Regions from separate parts of the Danio rerio genome. Here region 1 is linked to region 2. A link is a contact called in public Micro-C data. All regions are on one chromosome and are shown on one strand. Each heading gives the region's core, a stretch centred on a gene start, on an enhancer-like site or on the middle of the called end of the contact. The rest is flanking DNA. Distances are from core to core; before and after follow the strand shown. Region 1 holds the start of tbc1d9 (TBC1 domain family, member 9 (with GRAM domain)). Region 2 holds the start of smarca5 (SNF2 related chromatin remodeling ATPase 5).

Evidence for each region. A called contact is a pair of places that touch in the nucleus more often than the background predicts.
Region 1: a Micro-C map of caudal fin shows a contact between it and region 2, with 3 times the contacts expected there. The contact joins the promoter of tbc1d9 here to the promoter of smarca5 in region 2. A contact is called at or near these places in 1 of 18 Hi-C or Micro-C datasets (caudal fin) and 1 of 4 datasets of contacts at active chromatin or transcription factors (embryo).

The regions. Positions count from the first base shown.
Region 1 is chr1:56,681,735-56,685,890 of GRCz12tu, reverse strand. It overlaps tbc1d9 (TBC1 domain family, member 9 (with GRAM domain)), which reads right to left and starts at 2,245. Exons shown (of 21, transcript XM_686942.11): 1 at 1,662-2,245. The coding sequence starts at 1,782.
Region 2 is chr1:56,150,359-56,154,632 of GRCz12tu, reverse strand. It overlaps smarca5 (SNF2 related chromatin remodeling ATPase 5), which reads right to left and starts at 3,021. Exons shown (of 24, transcript NM_001081629.2): 1 at 2,761-3,021; 2 at 808-930; 3 at 522-688. The coding sequence starts at 2,838.

The sequences.
Region 1 (4,156 bases), core at 996-3,495, 530 kb before region 2:
TAGGAAATTTGGGGGCCCCCGAAAAATACCTAGAAGTATAAATTGTATTTAACAAATTATAAAGTGAGAATCTAACAATTAATCTTTTATTTAATTGTTATATCCGTGCAAGTTTGTCCCTCATCAATAGGCCCACACGAAATCTGCATGCGCAAAATTCCGCAGATTTTTAGCCTATCACTGATTCTGTTTATGGGTGAAGCAGTGGCGCAGTAGGTAGTGCTGTCGCCTCACAGCAAGAAGGTCGCTGGTCCGAGCCTCAGTTGGCATTTCTGTGTGGAGTTTGCATGTTCTCCCTGCGTTTGCGTGGGTTTCCTCCATGTGCTCAAGTTTCCCCCACAGTCCAAAGACATGCGGTACAGGTGAATTGGGTTGGCTAAATTGTACGTAGTGTATGAGTGTGAATGTGTGTGAATGTGTGTGTGGATGGTTCCCAGAGATGGGTTGCGGCTGGAAGGGCATCAGCTGCATAAAAACTTGCTGGATAAGTTGGCAGTTCATTCCGCTGTGGTGACCCCGGATTAATAAAGGGACTAAGCCAACAAGAAAATTAATGAATGATTCTGTTTATTTCCTTGTGTAAATTTGTGTAAATTTATATGTATTCCGTTTTTAAATTCATAATATTATTGACTAATATAAAAATATTTGATTTATTTACAATAGTTTGAACAGTAATATTTTCTGTCTTTTAGTAGATATATAATGAGAGACTTGCTTTGTTTACCAAATAAGTTGGATCTAATAGAATTTGCATTGTAAGCATTACATACAAATTAAAAATGTATTACTTTTTATTTCATTTATTAAGGTTTTAGCTATGATGCTCCCAAAATCATTCCGCATAAATACCCATATTTTTAACAAAATTCTGCGCAGAAATAGCTAAATATGTCCACAGATTCCGTCTGAGCCTACCTATCAGTCATGGTGGAGCAGTCCAGCAGTCAAATCAGTTAAAGATTTAGATTTAAAATGAAATAGTTTATTATAATATGTTTAAGAAATTATTATTTTATAAATAGAAAAGAAGATTGAGTCTTATAAGAAAAGGCAGCTAAATAAACAAATAAATAACAATAGAAAGGGGGCGCATATTAGGACTGTTGGGCCCCGTGGCTGAATTGCTTAGGGACCCCAAAAACCAGTAAATCTGCACCTGCGTGAGGAAATGAATCCCATCAATGAGGTAAAGTTGGTGTTATATTCACACATTAAGACATTCACCTTTCAGAAAAGTATTATTAGCCAATTCTAAATGGGGAAATCATATTAGCAGCTAATAACTATCAAAGTACAACTCTTCACAGTCAATTAAATAGTGCTACGGTTGTTTTGAAGTCATATTTACATGCTAACTCAGACACAATATTCACTGTAGTGTGGTAAACAGTATAGGTACCGTTAAATGAACGAATGTGCCAATATAAAACCACATTTACCTCAATAATGCCTTGTACAACACAATATTGTATTAATAGTTTTTTTGTTTAGCGCTCTGTCCTCACGGGCACGCGCACAAACACACACGCGGCGTGACCGACATGAGCGCGCGTCCACCTGAGTGCACAAGCATGAATGAAAACACCTGTGCAGTCGCCGTCATCACAAAAACACACAATCATGCAAGCGGTTCATTGAGAAATCAAGGCTTTCTTTACCCGCGAGTCCTCCTCCGCCGTCCCCGTGGCCCTTTCTCTTCTGCAGGACGAAATACGGATTGGCTCTCTCTGTCATCCATAACGCGCTGGCCAACAGCACCTCCTCAGGGTTCACCCACATCTTCAGCTCGATCTCCTCACCAGGGACATCAAAATGAATCCCGTATATCTAGTGTGTTTAATAAATCTCACATATGCGGTCCGGTGTGGAGTCGAGTTTATCCAAGCGGAAAATCGCCAGAACGCGCTTCGAAAACCTAAATGGTGTAAAAAGCTAAATTGTCGACTGTCAGTAAAATATAGAGCTTGCTACGTCGAACTGGTTGATAAATAATAAAAAGGTGTGCTTTAAAAAATAAATATAATCCTTCGGGAGGTCGTTATGAGACGCGCGCGCGCACCTAACGCTATTTAAATACTAACGTTCACATAAACAGCTTTTCTGACAGCGACGGCTAAATCTAAGAATGAGCATCAAACTGCTGGAGTTGTTGCTTCCGGAGGACTTATACGTTTAAAAGAGCCACCGAAAGCACGCCGAGTAAACAATGCCTGACATTTCAGGCGTGGGTTTTAATGATGCTCTGTTACTCACTAGCGCCACTGCAGCACGAACGGCGGCGCGCAGGAAGCCTGCGTCACGGGCAGGCCGTCGTGGCGTCACGGATGTGGGCGGGAAGCACGTTGGTTCGTAAACAGAAAAGTGGTCAGATTGGAAAGGATAAAAGGTCTGGAATTTACGTTTAACAGTTTCTCTAATACAACAAAAGTAACATAGAAACACCTTCGTCAGTCGATTTATCTATGTGACAAAATGTTAAATAAAAAATCGCATAATGTTGTGTGCTGAACTACATACAACTGCAGGAATGTTATGAATTGATACTGAAGATGAAGTATTTTAGATTACAATATTGAAGATTTGATTCTGTGATAAAGATATATTTTGTTGTAAAAAAAATAGTTGGAGCAAAGTTTGGTGATAAATAATGTATCGAACATTCTAGCAGAAACGAACATCCCTGAAATAAAAACAAATACAGTAAATTAAAAGTATTTCATCCCAAAAATGTGTCAAATGGACGGATGGTTGATTTCTGTGAGTTGTTCTGTAAGAGTTTATCATTCATTTGGTTCTCAGATTTTTATTCTTTATTAAAAACACTTTACAAATGTCATCGTCCTTGTCCTCAACCCAATTGAAGCTACAGCCCTAATAATTTTGTTATGCTAAAAACTGTTAATTAGAAAAAAAAATACTTCAAAAATAGCAAGTTTAATTAGTAATCCTTCACATCAATTAATTAAAAACATTAAATTATAAATTCTACAAATATATAATGCAAATCAATATACAGTTGTATCCATGTTTCTGTCAGTCCTGTCACATTTACAGTAAATTTAACATCAAATGTGTGCAATACACCTTTAAGGCTATGACTCTGAAGTGACATCACTTGATGGAGAAGTAGACAGAGATCAAGGATGCGCTCCATCATTAAACTGTGGGATTTTTTAAGGGAGACAAGCTTAAAGGTCAGGCCCTGTCACATTTTTTATAAGTGAAAATGTAAGTTTCTGGTAGAATGTCTCGTATGGGAAATAGGCCTATCATGTACACAAACAAAAATGGTCTAATACTAATTATAAAATTATATTGAGATTACGAATGACATTATTTATTTAAGCATTATATCAAAACCCTAAAATATATAAACATAACAAAAGCTGTTCAAAATATTATTATTATGACAGAAAAATTTTATTATAAATTTTAAATTTATTATATTATTATATTATTATATTATTTATATATATTATTATATAAAATTTAAATTTTATTTATTATATTATATATTAATAAAACACACACACACACGTATATTTTAATAAAAATGTAAAAAGACAACTCTACATAAAATATAACAATAAATTCAAGAGAAAAAATATAGGTATATAAACAAAACAAATAAAAGTGTGTGTGTGTGTATTATATATATATATATATATATATATATATATATATATATATATATATATATATATATATATATATATATATATAAATTTATATATATATATATACATATTTACTTATTTATTTATTTATATATATATATATAAATTTATATATATATATATATATATATATATATATATATATATATATATATATATATATATATATATATATATATATAATATTTATTTATTTGGCAGGGACAGCGAGTGTACATTAATTAGCATTGCTACAAATGCACCAGAATTAGCCAGAAGGCTATCTTTCATCTGTTGACCCTGAACAACCTAAAAAACAATACAAAAATGATACAATCAACCAATCATAGTTAATAAGCACTAAATGGACATAGTTATATAGAGCTTAATAAAAATATATATGTACAAATTAAACTAAAACACCTACATTATGTAATAGAGGTAAGAATAGTTAAAACACATTTAAACAACAAATCATTAAGATGGCAGGCACAAGT
Region 2 (4,274 bases), core at 1,772-4,271:
TATTAATAATTAATAAAAATCTTACTAAATTAAACTCTCTAAAAAATCATGGATATTTTGAAAAGTGGATAATTTTGCAAGAAAATTAAAAAGTCACTTTAAATATTCACCACATTAGAAATGAAAAACTATTTTAATTTTTTAAAAAAGATTGGGCACAGTAACAAAGCATCATCTTACTAAAAACTAATTTACTATATTAACCTCAAATTTAAAATGCAACATACAAATTTGTGGATTATTTTTTTTCTTTTCCTTTTTCAGTTGTATAATAAAGCAAGTTTTATAATTAGAAATATTTTATACAAAAATTTGAAAAACTGCAAGTGCATTTCTCGTATTTATATTTGTTAAAATTCTATTAATTGTTTTAGAAAGAGATATTTTCCACAGAAAAAAAATACATTATTATATAAACCTTTAAAAAGTGACTCAGCAGCATCACAAAATACAAATGTATAATACAAAACACAAAATACTCATGCAAGCATTTCAGTTGGGAAAAGTATGTGCAAACTCACTCTCCAGCAGACAGCAGGTTCTGCTTCTCATCTTTTTTAATACGAGGACGGCCAGGCTTCATCTTCAGAGGTGAAGTTGGGGTCTTCTGGGCTGCTGGTTGAATGAAATGAGCAAACACTTCTGTCTGCTTCAAGAGGTACTCAAATCTGTTGGTCCGGTCTGTTTGCTGTAGAATAAAAGCATAGGTCAACAATACACACAAAGCTACCAACTAATCAGCATTCTTATATAACAGCCAAATGCTTTTATAAACCAAGTAACTTTGATTGGTTAAATGTGCATTACCACTTTTTCCTCATATCCACCCAGCAGGTCCTTTCCCTTTGCTGAGGGAGGTGATGACGACTGTGCTTCACTATCCATAGCTGTATCTGATGCTTCATCATGGCCATTTTCTGAAGTATCATCCTTAAAGAGAAACAATAGAAACAATTCTGTTGAATTTATCAAGCTCTAATGTCAAGGTCACACTAGAGTTTGGGCATGTGAAATTCTGACGTAGGGCACTGCAAAAAAAGGCGGGATTAAAAAAAGATGGTTTAACATTTAAAAAGGCAAATGATTTCTATATATTGTATATTTCTGTCCAGAGAGGTCATGTTTTGTTTTTTGATTGGTCTCGTGCAGTCATGTGATTTCGCAGGTCAGAATTCACAACGCTTGAACTTTGCAGCGTAGTGAACTGCAAAACTTGTCGCATGAATGGAAGTCTATGAGGCGAAAAGTGAAGTAACCGTGGCTTAAAACTACACTAAAAAAAAAAAATATATATATATATATATATATATATATATATATATATATATATATATATATATATATATATATATAAATGTGTGTGTGTTATATTAAAAGTAATATTAGCAACTATTTTTAAAGTTTCAAAATACAATTTAGATCAATCTGCTTTTATTGTATGTTTATTATTATGCAAGTTATGTTAAACAGGTCTCAGAAAATAAAGGAAGAGATAATTTTTCATATTCATTTCAAGAATAAATTTATTCAGCTAAAACCCAGTTATTTGTGGTTTGAATTTTAGACAAGAAAGTTGTGATTAAATGTAAGAAACAAAAGATCAAGACTTCTAATAGGTTATGATACAATTGAAAAAAAAAACCTCAAAAATATAAAGAACAAATCCTAATTCATATTAACATCAATAAATTTATATAGAAATAAGACTTTGGATTTTAATTTCATCCCAACTTAAATAAAAAGCTTTGTTTTCACTCAAGCCATATGATTGGACCAATTTTGGAAACGCCCACAAGTACAAAATGACGCCATCCGTATTTATTTTCTGGAAGTGAAACTAACATTTTAATCGCGTATATGTAATTAAATATAGTTGTCAAATGGAAGTACAATAACAATATAGAAATAACTTATACTAAAAGTGTATATAATATAATAAAATAATAAAATTGTGCCAAAATATCGATTAGAAAACATTACTTTGCTGTTATGAAGAGAACCTGACCGTTGACGACCGTTAAGGCAAGTCAAATCTCTCAACCCGAAGTTCATTTTCAAAGCACTACAAACTATATAGTTCAACTAAATATAAATTTAGTTGTTTACAGTTACAACAATATACAATCGATTTTTACAACTAAATAAGCAGTAGATATAAATACATGCCATCGTGGGGTGACATTTAACACATCACATCATTGAGTGGCGGGTAATTCCCAGTTCAGCCTCACACCACAGAAACTTCACACGAGAAATCTCAAACAAGTTAATTTGTATTAGCGAAATAAAGTATAGAGTATGAAAACCCCAAACTGACAACTGCTCCTCAAGCAATAGGTTTTTATATCCGCCAGATTCATGTAGCAAATCCTGGATTTATTTTATATAACGTTACTCCTTTGTAAGTTACGTTAGAAGTAACAGCAAAATAACACAATAGTGCGTCCTATTTTGTTCATTTAGAGGTAAACAACACATCAAGCAGGGTGTTTTTCTCACCGCATCCCTGAATCTGTCAATCTACCAATGTTAAAAAGTGATCTGAGGTTGTTATGAGTGTGAAAATGGACGCCGATCTGCTCATCTATTCATCCGAGCAGGAACAATGCATGCTAACAAAAACTTTGAGGCGCGCTCTCGTGAGACGCGTGAAGACGTTTCGACGACGCTTCATTTCCAGATCCATCAGTCTGTGTTTAATAGTACCAGACGATTTATAAAGTCATAATCGGTGTTATTTGGTGTTGATGGACCCCTCACCTCTGCCGGACCGGCCGGGTCGAGTTGGCTCGGCTCTTCTTCCCGCTGCTGCTCCATGCTGCTTTCTGTTTGTGACATGATAGGCTGGATAATTCCGTTATTTCGCGATGGATCCGAGTTTTTCCGTTAAAAATATGTCAGATAAGCCGAAAAAGTATATTGGTTTGATTGGAAAGTTTCAAAATATTGCCCAAATTGAGCAAGCGCACCACGCGTCATTCACGGTCCCCGGCTTTTCTGTTGACACCGTTCCCGCAAAACGGGCCCGGCTGTAGAAAATCGCGAGACTTTCACACCAATGACGTCACACAAACAGGGAAATGCAAACAAAAAGCTGTAAAACCGATGTATTTGTTTGACACACTTAAGTTATTGTGAATTAGCAAGGCCTAGTATTATTTGTAATATTTTTAATATATATATTTGTTAAATAATTATTGAATCTATGTACTTATATTTAACTATGTTATACTTTTCATATATATTTTTATGTACACCCCCGACATTGTTCTGTTTATGTCTTTCATGCATTACAAATAAAAAATATATAGTTCTATTATGTACATCTCTAGATCTGGTAACCTTTTTTCTCTGGGGTTTTTTATTATTATTTCTATCGTTTTCTGGCTGCTCTTGGTTCTTTTTCTTTATTGGTACCATTGTAATACTCTAACTGTTATTGTTGTAAATACTGTGTACAAAATTAATTAATTTTCTCCTCTAAATGTTCAAATAAAGCATTTAAAAAACACATAATTTTATTATGGTTTCTAGAAAATATTGAGATTTATATTAAATCATAAATGCAACTGAAACATTGAATGTATGTTCACTTTTAGGGGTCTTTGAATAATTAATAAATTATTGAATAAATCATTTAATAAAGTTTAGTTTTACCTCATTTGACTTTTTCATATGAAATTTTATATATTTTTATTTATACATGTTTATTTGTGATTAATGCATTTATTTATCTATTTTTTTCCCTCTCTTCCTATTGATAATTATCATTCCCAAACCCTACCTCTTTATTTGACATTTGTCATTCTCTTCACATTTTCAGAGACAAGGCTTGGAAAAAAATGAATAAATAAATATTTTTTATTCTTTTATTTTTTTATCATTAATCAAACTAAATCATATTCAATATTTTGTATTTATTATTATTATTATTATTTATTAGGTTTCATTAAAATATTCGTTTATATTGATACAAATTTTTTATTTATTTTGTTTTATAAATTTTTTTATAAAAAATTGTAATTACATTCGCTCTTTTTATGCTTTTTCTGTTTGAAAACCCCTGCCCTACAGTATAATAATAATAATAATAATAATAATAATAATTATTATTATTATTATTATTATAATAAGAAGAAGAAGAAGAATAGGAAAAATAATCCCAGCATACTTTTTTCTTTCTTATAATTTTATATTTTATATATATATATATATATATATATATATATATATATATATATATATATATATATATATATATATATATATATATA